Regions from separate parts of the Ovis aries genome. Here region 2 is linked to region 1. A link is a contact called in public Hi-C data. All regions are on one chromosome and are shown on one strand. The core of a region is the stretch at or near the end of the contact, and the rest is flanking DNA. Distances in the headings are between cores, read along the strand shown. Region 1 overlaps KAZN (kazrin, periplakin interacting protein). Region 2 overlaps KAZN (kazrin, periplakin interacting protein).

Region 1 (5,542 bases), core at 1,560-4,059:
CAGATCACGTCACTTCTCTGCTCCTCCCCTACAGCCCATCTCACTCAAGTGCGAGCAAAGTCCTTAGAATGACCCATCAGGGCCATGTGACCTGTCATCCCCCAACCCCCCATCTCATGATCTCCCCGACCATCCCTGCCCCACTGCTCCTCACTATTCCTGGTTCATGCCTATTCCCTCAGCATGTCTGGGCTGGCTGTTCCCCGCCGTGGTCCCTTTCCTGTCTCCTCTAGGTCTTGACTAAAACATCAACTTCTCAGCAAAGCCTTCCCTGGACACTCTCCTCACTCATTTTTTCTGTGCTGAACTCGCCACCATCTAATATGACATAGACTGAGCTTGTTGAGAGGAAGTGACATTTACATATCCCTGCCTTTCTGCCAGGGAATGCCTGCCTTTCTCTCTTCTTTGAATTTGGGGTAGTTTCTTTCTGGGTTTCCAAAGTCCACAGCTCAGGCTTCTACTCACTGCAGGGGAGCCCTGTCTTCCCCACAGGGATGTGTACCAGCAGCCTGGGGACAGAGGGACAGCTCAGGATCTTCCTGCCCCCCAGACTAGCCTAGAAGCTGCTTGAAGGCAGGGTGTGAGCCTCATCTGACAGTATTTCCAGGAGCTGGCACTAGGCATGGTCCATGCAGGTTAAGAAAGTAGGGGGAGTGATGACTTGGTGGCTTGACAGTGGGGATGCGGGCGTGCTCACAATTGCCAGCTATCTCAAGGTGCCTCTTCCTTCCCTGATTCTCCAGCTTAGGGGCTCAAGACAGGACACCACACCCATGCTAGAACATTCGACAACCACAAGGCCTGCCAGGGATCATCGTAAGAAAGGAAGGGCAGCTGTTCCATGACTGAATGGGGCCCAGGGTTACTGTACCTGCTGACTCTTGTAGAAAATTCCATAATCTAGATTTAAGTATCTCCTTATTTTTCAATATTGGCAATTAATCGTATTACCCAACCATGCCTATGAGCCTTGCATGGGGGCTGGACTGCTCATCTGAGCAGGTGCCCACAGAGGAGGTAACACAGGAAAGTGGGTCCAGGCATGGCTGAGGAACCAAGCTCTGCAGACAGAGACTTGGGTCCTAAGCCCAGCTCCACCATTCATGAGCTGTGTGGCTCTGGTAAATTCCTTAACCAATCTATGTCTTTTCCTCATGTGTAAAGAAGGATAACAGCTTCTATCTCATTGTACTGGGGTGAGCATTAAAGCAAAGTAAGAGCTCTAACTATGCCTGACAGTGCTTGCTGGCTTGTATTTTAGTACCATTCTAACAGTCATCACCATCTAAGGGGACCAGGTGGTCTTGGGAGGGAAGGGGCGCCCTCTTGGGGGAGTCTGAGCAGAGGACACAAGTGCATGAGGTTGGAAGGCTGTCTGGGAGCCTGGGCAGAGGGGCGATGAGAGGAGGAGCCACCTGGAGAGTGTCTGTCTCAAGCAGAGATGCCTGGGGCTCCCAATGGGAAAAACAATTTTTTTCTGCCGCGTGGCTCCGTTCTCCAACCAGGGATCGAACCCACGCCTCCTGCAGTGGTAGTGTGGAGTCCTAACCACTGGACGACCAGGAAAGTGCCCCTGGGTAAAAAAATTTTTTCTTAAAAAAAATTTTTTTTTGCACCCACAGCATGTGGGACCTTAATTCCCTAATGAAAGATCGAACCCTCACCCCATGCATTGGAAAGCAGGGTCTTAACCACTGGACCATCACAGAAGTCCTGCGGCCCTGGAAAAACTTGAGACGGAGGGCAAGGCCAACCCTCAGGAGGGGATCAGACACCTGCAGACACAGTGTGATAAGAGAGACTGTGGGGGGCAGAGGGGACCTGTCTCAGGCTGTTTGAGGTCCTACCTGAGGGCAGGGGCACACTGTTGCTGCCGCCTGTCCCTCAGCTCTGAAGAGCTCAGAGCTTATCCAGAAGCATGGAGGGTGAGTGGCAGGCCTGGGAATCTGGGCTCCCACTTCCTGCCAGGGAAACTGGGAGGGTGAGGGTGGGGAGGGGGTGGTGTTTGTTTTCCAGACTCTGAAGGCAAGTCCAGGAAAGTCCTCCTTCCTCCAGATCACCACTAAAAATAGTGGCAGGGGATGGGCCCGGAACTGTGACATTCCCTAGACTCCGGGGGCGGAGATTTCTGGAAACACAGCATCGGCCCACAGGCTCCACGCTCCACACAGTGTAAACTATTATTCAGGCTCATGTTAGTGTGTGAGGTCATTTCAGATGAGACCATGGTGCTGGCTGGGTCCTGAGAGGAGGCAGGGAATGCCCAGAAGTCAGGGAGGCAGGACATGAGGGTGCAAGCCAGTATGCTGTGTGGCCTTGGGAACTCACACACCCTCTCTGGGCTTTGGTGTCATACTCTCATGGTGGTCCATCAGGCCCTCTAGAACCTTCAGGAAGTTTCCCTGGGTCAGTGATTTGGGGACTGGTCTCGCCATGCCCTCTCTCCAGCAGAGGAGAGCAGCCATAGAAAGCAGATCCTGGAGCTAAACTGTCTGGGTTCAAAGCCAGTTTGGCCCCTCAGGAGAGGTGTGACCTGGAGGCAGTCACAGATCCCACGTTTTCATACTGTAAAAGAGGATTGAACAGTCCTACCGCAGCCCATGCCTGCCTGATAAACACACATCCATGCTCACCAAGGGACCTGCATGGAAGAGTTACACTAACCGTAGAAGCTTTAGGCTGCAAACTGCCCACGCAACCCCGAGCAGAAGTGTCAGACCATCACGGTCCCGTCATAGGGGACAACTCCATCTCAGGAGAAACAATGAATAATATGAATGGACCACTCGGAAGAATGCCAAGCCAGTGAAGCCAGATACAAAGCATGTACTGTTCTGTACCACTCCCTTTACGGCACTTCAAAAGGGTGGGATTAATCCACACGGTGAGAAATCAGGAAGAAGCTCTCTACAGAGGGGACAGTGACAGGAAGGGGACCCAGGAGAGCTTTCAGGAAGTTCATCATGTTCTACTTCTAGATCCGGGTGCTGGTGGGGCAGGGGGGTTCAGTCTGTGACGATGCACCAAGCAGTGAACCAAGCCTTGCGCTGTTCTGCAGGAAAGTCATACTTGAATGCTTGCTTGCTCAGATGCTCAGTCACGTCCGATTCTTTGCAACCCAATGGACTGCAGCCTGCCAGGCTCCTCTCTCCACGGAATTTTTCATGCAAGAATACTGGAGCACGGCGCCACTCCCTCCTCTAAGGGATCTTCTTGACCCAGGGACTGAACCCGCATCTCTTACGTCTCCTGCATTGGCAGGTGGATTCTTTGAAACAGCCTCCACCTCAAAGGACTGGTTTCGTATACGCAATGGGCTCAGAGTGTCGCTGAGCACAGGGACAGTAAACACCAGCTCTTATGATTCGGTGGGGAGGCAGCCCTCATGCTATTAGGGGCACCTGTGAGTCGGTAATGAAGTGGGGCAGTTCCAGGTGTGGGCAAGGTGTGCCCTACTTCTTCTGTGGCTGGAGAAGGAACATGAACTTGGGGTTGGTCCTGGATTCAAAGTCCTGGTTCTTCCTGCACAGGCAAAGACAACACCTTCTGGGGCTTTCCTTGTGGTCCAATGGCTAAGACTTTGCAGTCATGATGCAGGGGGCCCAAGTTAGAGTCCTGGTCAGGGAACTAGATCCCACATGCTGCAACAAAGATGGAAGATCCTGCATGCCACAACTAAGACCTGGCACAGCCAAATAAATAAATAAATAAATGGTGTTTTTTTTTAAAAAGAGAGACTTCCCCAGCGGCTCAGAAGGTAAAGCGTCTGCCTATGATGCGGGAGACCTGGGTTCAATCCCTGGGTTGGGAAGATCTCCCGGAGAAGGAAATGGCAACCCACTCCAGTATTCTTGCCTGGAAAATCCATGACAACTTCCCGGTGTGACTGCGGTGACAGTGAAAGGACAAAGCGTCCACAAAGAGGCACAGACAGAGCTTGAGGAATGCAGGCCTGTGTGGGCTTCCCCAGCCCCAGTGATGCTCATGAAGAGGAGGAGGACTGTGCTGCTCACTCGCGTCCAACTCTGCGACCCCATGGACTGTAGCACGCCAGGCTTCCCTGTCCTTCACCATCTCCCAGAGCATGCTCAGATTCATGTCCACTGAGTCTGTGATGCCATCCAACCATCTCTCTCTGCCTCCCTCTTCTCCTTTTGCCTTCAGTCTTTCCTAACATCAGGGTCTTTTCCAGTAAGTCAGCTCTTTGCCTCAGATGGCCAAAGTATTGGAGCTTCAGCTTCAGCATCAGTCGTTCCAATGAATATTCAGGACTGATTTCCTTTAGGATTGACTGGTTTGATCTCCTTGCAGCCCAAGGGACTCTCAAGAGTCTTCTCCAACCGACACCACACAATGCAGGGGCATCAATTCTTCAGCACTCAGCCTTCTTTATGGTCCAGCTCTCACATCTGTACATGACTACTGGAAAAACCATAGCTTTGACTATACAGACCCGGGTTGGGTTAAAACACTTTGTAAGTTTTCACTAAATTTTTTTTTTTGCAACAATCCTGTGAGGTAGTTACTTTCATGACCCCCAGTGCACAAGCAAAGAAATAGGCAAAGATATAGGCAAGTGGTGGACACAGGGTCCGGCCCAGGGACTCTGGGTCTGAGCTCTTCCTCTTGACTTTGTCCAGATGGGCAGTGGCAGCTGCAGCATGGCTGGGGTTGATGCCAGCCGTGGGCGTGGGGAGGAGGGGTGCTTGGTGGTCCCATCTCATGAGATCCCAACACCCTGCAGGCCCCAAGCCTTCCTAGGGAACCTTCTGTGTCACCTCAGAGTCTCAGGACAGCTGCTGGGGAAACACAGGTCACAGTCCAGGTGGGGGTCCCAGCAGGACATTGAGAATTCAGGCGATGCTCTGCCTCCTGCTGGCCATGTGCCTTTGGGAAGCCAGGGGATCTCAGAGACTCGGCGTTCTCCTTTGTGCAATGGGCACAATAAAACCTGCCAACCTCACAGTCCAAGCAGTACCTGAAGATGAGTTCTTTAATCCATGGAGGGTTTCAAAGGCGTGAAGATGGCTGTGACTATGAAGGGACGGCTTGCCGGGGGACTGGCGTCCAGCTGTGCCATCTGGGTAGGCACGTCGGTCTACTCCTGACATGAAGGGTTAATCAGCGGCCATGACTGCAGACCTGAGCCTCATTCGGAGCTCAGCTTTTGTGACCACAAAACTCACATTCTGACCTTCATCAGGCCAGAAAATACTCTTAAATACTCTCTGAAAATACTCCTTAACTTGGCAGAGGAAGAAAAGCACATTTTTATCAACCTCCTAAAGTCTCAGTAGCGATAATTATCATTTTTTATTTTGTTCTTGTATCTTTGATTTTCCTCTCCCTTTCTAGGAGGATGGTGACTTCAGTTAACAGAGATGTGGCAGCAAAAAATCACAAGAACCAATTTTCTTGTCTTCTCCAACTGTCTGCCTCGCTTCTGGGTGCGGCCAGAAGAGGGAGACCCCAGCCACCGCTGCCCCCTCCCCCTCCCTGCTAAAAGGCAGGTTTCTGCTGCCTCCCCCGCCAGGGCCCC
Region 2 (5,039 bases), core at 1,202-3,701, 77 kb after region 1:
GTGTGCTGCGATTCATGGGGTCACAAAGAGTCAGACACGACTGAGAGACTGAACTGAAGCAAGGATTCTGTTCCACACAAGCGCGCTGTAATAATCTGAAGAATGAATGAACCAAAGACCCTCAGGGACTCCATCACACTCAAAGATTCTGGAAACTGAAATGCAAACTTTCCACATGTTTGTGGAGATACAGTGACCAGGCAGTAAGAATCAGCCTGCAATGCACGAGACCGGGTTCGATTCCTGGGTTGGGAAGATCCCCTGAAGAAGAAAATGGCAAGACATTCCAGTATTCTTGCCTGGAGAATCCCCTGGGCAGAGGAGCCTGGCAGGCTAGAGTCCATGAGGTCGAAAGAATCTGATATGACTGAGCGATTAAACCACCAACCACCAGTAACTAGGCGATACAAAGACGAGGGCAGGGGTCAGACTCAATGGACTCATCATCTCACGTCATCAGACCTGGGCCTCTGGCTGCTGGGCCTGAGAACAGGGGCCAGGGCAGAGGAGTGAGGCCAGCAGCGCCCAAGCCACACTCCCCACCTACCCCACTTCTGCCTCTTTCTGTGGGTCGCAAATTCCAGGAGGGAGGAGGGACGGACGGACTTTCCAAACCCAGCAAGTCCTGGTGGGGCTGCAGGTGTTCTCCATACGCTGCCCTCCCTGCCACAGGAGGTTCCTGTGCAAAGGTGCGCCAATACAGCTACCAGATTCAAAGTTGCCTAAGGCCCTTCCTAGGCTTCCCTGGTGGCTCCGTGGTAAAGAATCTGCCTGCCAGTTCAGGAGACGATCCTTGGGTTGGGAAGATCCCCTGGAGAAGGAGATGGCAATCTACTCCAAGATTCTTGCCTGGGAAATCCCATAGACAGAGGAACCTGGCATGCTGCAGTCCATGGGGTCACAAACAGTTGGACACAACTTAGCGACTGAAGAACAATAATACCAAGGTCCTTCCAGCTGAGAAATCTACATGTGTTTTCTCCCTCTCAGAGCACTTCCTAGAGCTCGACTCTGTGCTCCAGGTGAACGAAGGGAGCCAGATATGTAGGTGCCTTGTGGCCCTGCCCACTTGGGGGTAAGTGCAGGAGGAAGGCCCTGAGAAGCACCCGGGTAGGACCCTGTGGCAAGGCAATGACTGTGCACAAAGGGGCTGGAATGAGCAAGACAGACTTTACAGCAGGGTCGGGGCCCAGGACAGGGTGGAATTTGGATTTTGTACGGGGTGGAGACATAGGAAGGAGAAGGTGAGGGGTAGGAATGAGTCAGCTGGTTCCTGGAACAACGAGGAGACCCCAAGCCCCTCAGCAGCATCCAGGAGAGGAGCTGACGTGGTTCACGGCTTTAGCACCACACCGCTGCGGATCAGGTACTCAACATCTGCCAGGCGGACGAACCTGGAACTTTGTCGGATGCACGGAGAGGTTGGGGAAGGGCATCCTTCTGGTCCCAGCTAAGGGTTCTAGATAGAAAACCCTAGGTGAAATGAGGACAGGGCTGGTTTGGCTCAGCTTGTTAGTACCAGGTACCCACTCAGGGCCTGATGAGTATTTATCCAGTGAGTGATCCAGTACACAAATGGGTAACCGTGATTTAATAAAGACGTGCTCAGCTGGAATCTGAGTGGTGGGTCAGCCAGACCATCAGTCGATGCCCAGAGACCTGAATGAGCTGGAAGTGAGAGCAGAGCCAGAAGCTCAGTGCCGTCAGTGGAGGTGGGTAGGGGGTCAGGAGTCAGACAGGTGAAGCCTTCACTGCTGGGAGGGTAGGGTTGGGAGGAGGATCTCTTTCTACACGGCAAAAGCAGCTGGGTATGGCGGCCAAAGCTGAGTGTCTGGAAGCCACTGGGGTACAGACAGGGAGACCAACTGTTCTAGTTTGCCTAGGACTGAGGGGTTTCCCAGAATGTAGGACTTCCAGTGGGCTTCCCAGGTGGCTCTGTGGTAATGAAAGAAAAGGCAATCCACTGCAGTGCTCTTGCTTGGGAAATCCCACGGACAGAGGAACCTGGCAGGCTGCAGTCCATGGGGTTTCAGAAGAATCAGACACAACTTAGCAACTAAACAACAATAACAGAACTTTCAGTGCTGAAACCAGCAATGTTCCAAGTTAACCAGGAGGAGTTGGTTCCCCGAGGCACAGGGCTGCCCTTACCAGCATTGATGTGGTACGAACCATGTTTGCAAGGTGCCTCTGAGCGTGCAAAACTCTCCCAGATTCACAGGCTCGGGTAAATGCAATCACAAACCTGTGAGCTAAGCCAAGCTGGCACTACGAATCTCATTTCATGGAACCAGGAAACTGGGGTTCGGAGGTGAATGATCTGCATAAGGAAGGTTCCACAGTGGATCAGGAGCACAGCCATGTCTGAGCTGGCCTCCAGCTTCCCTGCTTTCTGTAAACACTGGGAAGACATGAAACAGATAAGTGCTGTCTGTTGAGCACAGCTGTGAGCTGTGCCAACTTCCTTCAGGCTGATGGATGCCAAGGGAAGCAGCAGGGGCCTGCCCCACGAAGCAGGCCTAGGGGCCCCAGGGAAATTGGCCCATCTGGCCCTCTGCTCTTCTGAGATTCTGGCATCGGGTGGACAGCTGGCCACCACCTGGGATTCTGGGAGAGACGATGGGGGTGGCGGTCTGCTGGCCACCGCTCTGCTTGCCTCCCCTGTCACATCCTCATGAGGGCCACCCCTCGTGTAAGGCCAGGATCCCCGAAGACCCTTGTAAAAGGCAGATGGATCATCTCGCCACACACCCAGCAGTCCCTGGGTGCAGAAAGGTCTTGGCAGCTCTTGGAAGCTGGAAAGAGGACAGGCCAGGGTACAGAGGGAAGGGGGAACAGGAAACAGGATGGGGAGAGGAAGGAGAAGACAGAAGACATTTGGGGGAAATTTTTAAGTTGAAGGAGCTTCCTAGAGCAGTCTTGCTGAGTGATTGGTTTCAAGCTATAACTGCATTAGCACTGCCTTGAGGGGTCTGTTAAAACCCAGACTGTGGGGCTCACTCTAGGTTTCTGATTCCGCAGGTCTAGGGCAGGCTGAGGGTTTGCAGTTCCCAAGTTGTTAGATGAGGCTGATTTACTGGTCTTGGCACCCTATCTTGAAAGCCACTGGCCTGGTGCAGGTAGTGGGGTTGGGGTGGGGGGACAAAGGCAGAAAGGCACTGATGGACTGCTGGAGGCTGAGAAACCCCCTGACAGTAAAGATGTAACATGCTGGAGCCTTTGGTTCACAAATTTCAGAAAAGATCAAAATCACCTCGGGGGTGGAGGTGATGAGTTTAAAGAGAAGATTTCTGGGGCCACCCTAGATAGCTATCTGACTGTCCAGGTTTGGCAGAGGATCCAGGAACTTAAAAACCTAAACAGCTCTGAGTAGTTTTGAGGCAGGTGATCCGGAGACCACATGGAGAAGCGGGACAGCCTTAGAGGGGCACAGTGGGAAAATACACCTTGGGCTTCATGAGCTGTGATGGGCCATAGCCCCGTCTGCAGTATCAAGCCCTGACTCAGGACCAGCTGCACCAGCCAATACCGTAGCCACTGGCCACATGCGGCCTTTAAAACAGATTGAAATTCAGCTGTGTGGTCGTACTAGCTACATTTTAAATCTAGCGGCTACCACACAGGACAGTGGACCATTTTCAGCTTGGCAGAGAATTCCATAAGATGGTTCTGGCCCAAAGAGATCACAGTGTCTGCCTCTATTTCCCTTTCTGTAAAAGGGGGCTGCTTGCTATTCTCTTCTGGGGTACAAAAGAGGGGAAACAGTCTACCCAGGGCAGCCATTGCTAGCCCGCATCTAAAGACCCCTGTACCTGCTGCTGGGAGGAGGCAGTCCAGCTTGGTGGGGGTGGGTCTCCCAGCTAGAGGGAGACCACAGACAGAGTGGGGACCTCCCACTCTGCCACCCAGGCCTCTTGGCCCCCCACCCTGAAGAAGCTGACAAAGTCCACAGGGTATAAGGTGATAGAAACAGTCCCATGGCTCCCATCTGTCCTGTGGACATGGCAAGAGATGCCAAGAGGAAGCACAGAACAGGCCACTCAGCTGAACACGTCTGTCATGGGCGCAGCGTTCAGACTAACAACAAAAGGGACCCGCGGCAGGGGAGGGGGCAGCCCGGGATGGTGGGTTTGGTACCAAGTCTGAAGAGCCTGGATGAACCGTCAAGAATGTGGTCTCCTCTGACTCTCAGCACCCAGCCCAGGACCTGGCCTCTCGGAGGAGCTCAAGGAAAGAGGAGTATTGGTGGAGTGAAAGGTTGCATGAGTGCTAGTGGCAGCCTAGGACACGGAGCAGGACATCCGAGCAAAAAGGCCTAGCTGGCGGCTTTCTCAGCATAGCACAGTCTTGTGAGAGGGCAAGACAGAAATCCATGTGCCTCTTTTTAAGAGATTCTGGGCAAAGGTGGGGGCAGGGGGGCGGCGAGAGGGAGGGGGAGGAGCAGGAAGAGGTGGAGGCGGGAAAACAGATTAGAAAAGAAAGAAGTGGGATTGGAATAGGATAGGATACCTGATGTCCACTCTGGTTCACCTGTGGGAGGGGAAAACGATGATGCCAAGGGTGACGTCAGGGAGCAGGGGGTAAGCAGAGTGTGCGGCTCCCTCATTCCTTGCTCAAAAATTAACTGAATCCCAGAGAAGTGGGCTTCCCTGGTGGCTCAGCCGGTACAGGATCCACCTGCAATGCAGGAGACCTGGGTCCCATCCCTGGTTTGGGAAGATCAGCTGGAGAAGGGAACGGCTACTCACTCCAGTATTCTGGCCTGGAGAATTCCATGGACTGTATAGCCCATGGGGTTGCAAAGAATTGGACATGACTGAGCGACTTTCACTTCACAGAGAAGTGAATGGCAGAGGTTCTCCAAGTCTGATCCACGGAAACCCCACATCAAATTCACCCAGGGCACTTGATACAAAATACAAGATTCCCAGGCCCTTCCATAGACCTACAGAGTCAGAATCTTGAGGTGAAGCCTGAGAAGGTGCATACTAGCAGTCACCCTAGACTGCTGTGATCCCCAAAGTCTGAGGCCCCCTTCA

What was found. Hi-C and Micro-C count contacts between places; a contact is called where the count stands out from the background.
Region 2: a contact with region 1 is called in a Hi-C map of mesenteric adipose tissue, with 1.9 times the contacts expected there. The contact joins two enhancer-like sites. A contact is called at or near these places in 8 of 16 Hi-C or Micro-C datasets (hypothalamus, liver, mesenteric adipose tissue and 4 more).

Annotation. Positions count from the first base shown.
Region 1 is chr12:51,773,157-51,778,698 of ARS-UI_Ramb_v3.0, forward strand. The region is part of intron 4 of KAZN (kazrin, periplakin interacting protein); the gene reads right to left. Among named protein-coding and RNA genes, the nearest start is that of TMEM51, 140 kb to the left of the region's middle. Within about 2 kb of position 2,810, at least 13 of the 54 cell types and tissues checked have an H3K27ac peak or open chromatin away from gene starts, as enhancers often do.
Region 2 is chr12:51,850,535-51,855,573 of ARS-UI_Ramb_v3.0, forward strand. The region is part of intron 3 of KAZN (kazrin, periplakin interacting protein); the gene reads right to left. Among named protein-coding and RNA genes, the nearest start is that of TMEM51, 210 kb to the left of the region's middle. Within about 2 kb of position 2,452, at least 11 of the 54 cell types and tissues checked have an H3K27ac peak or open chromatin away from gene starts, as enhancers often do.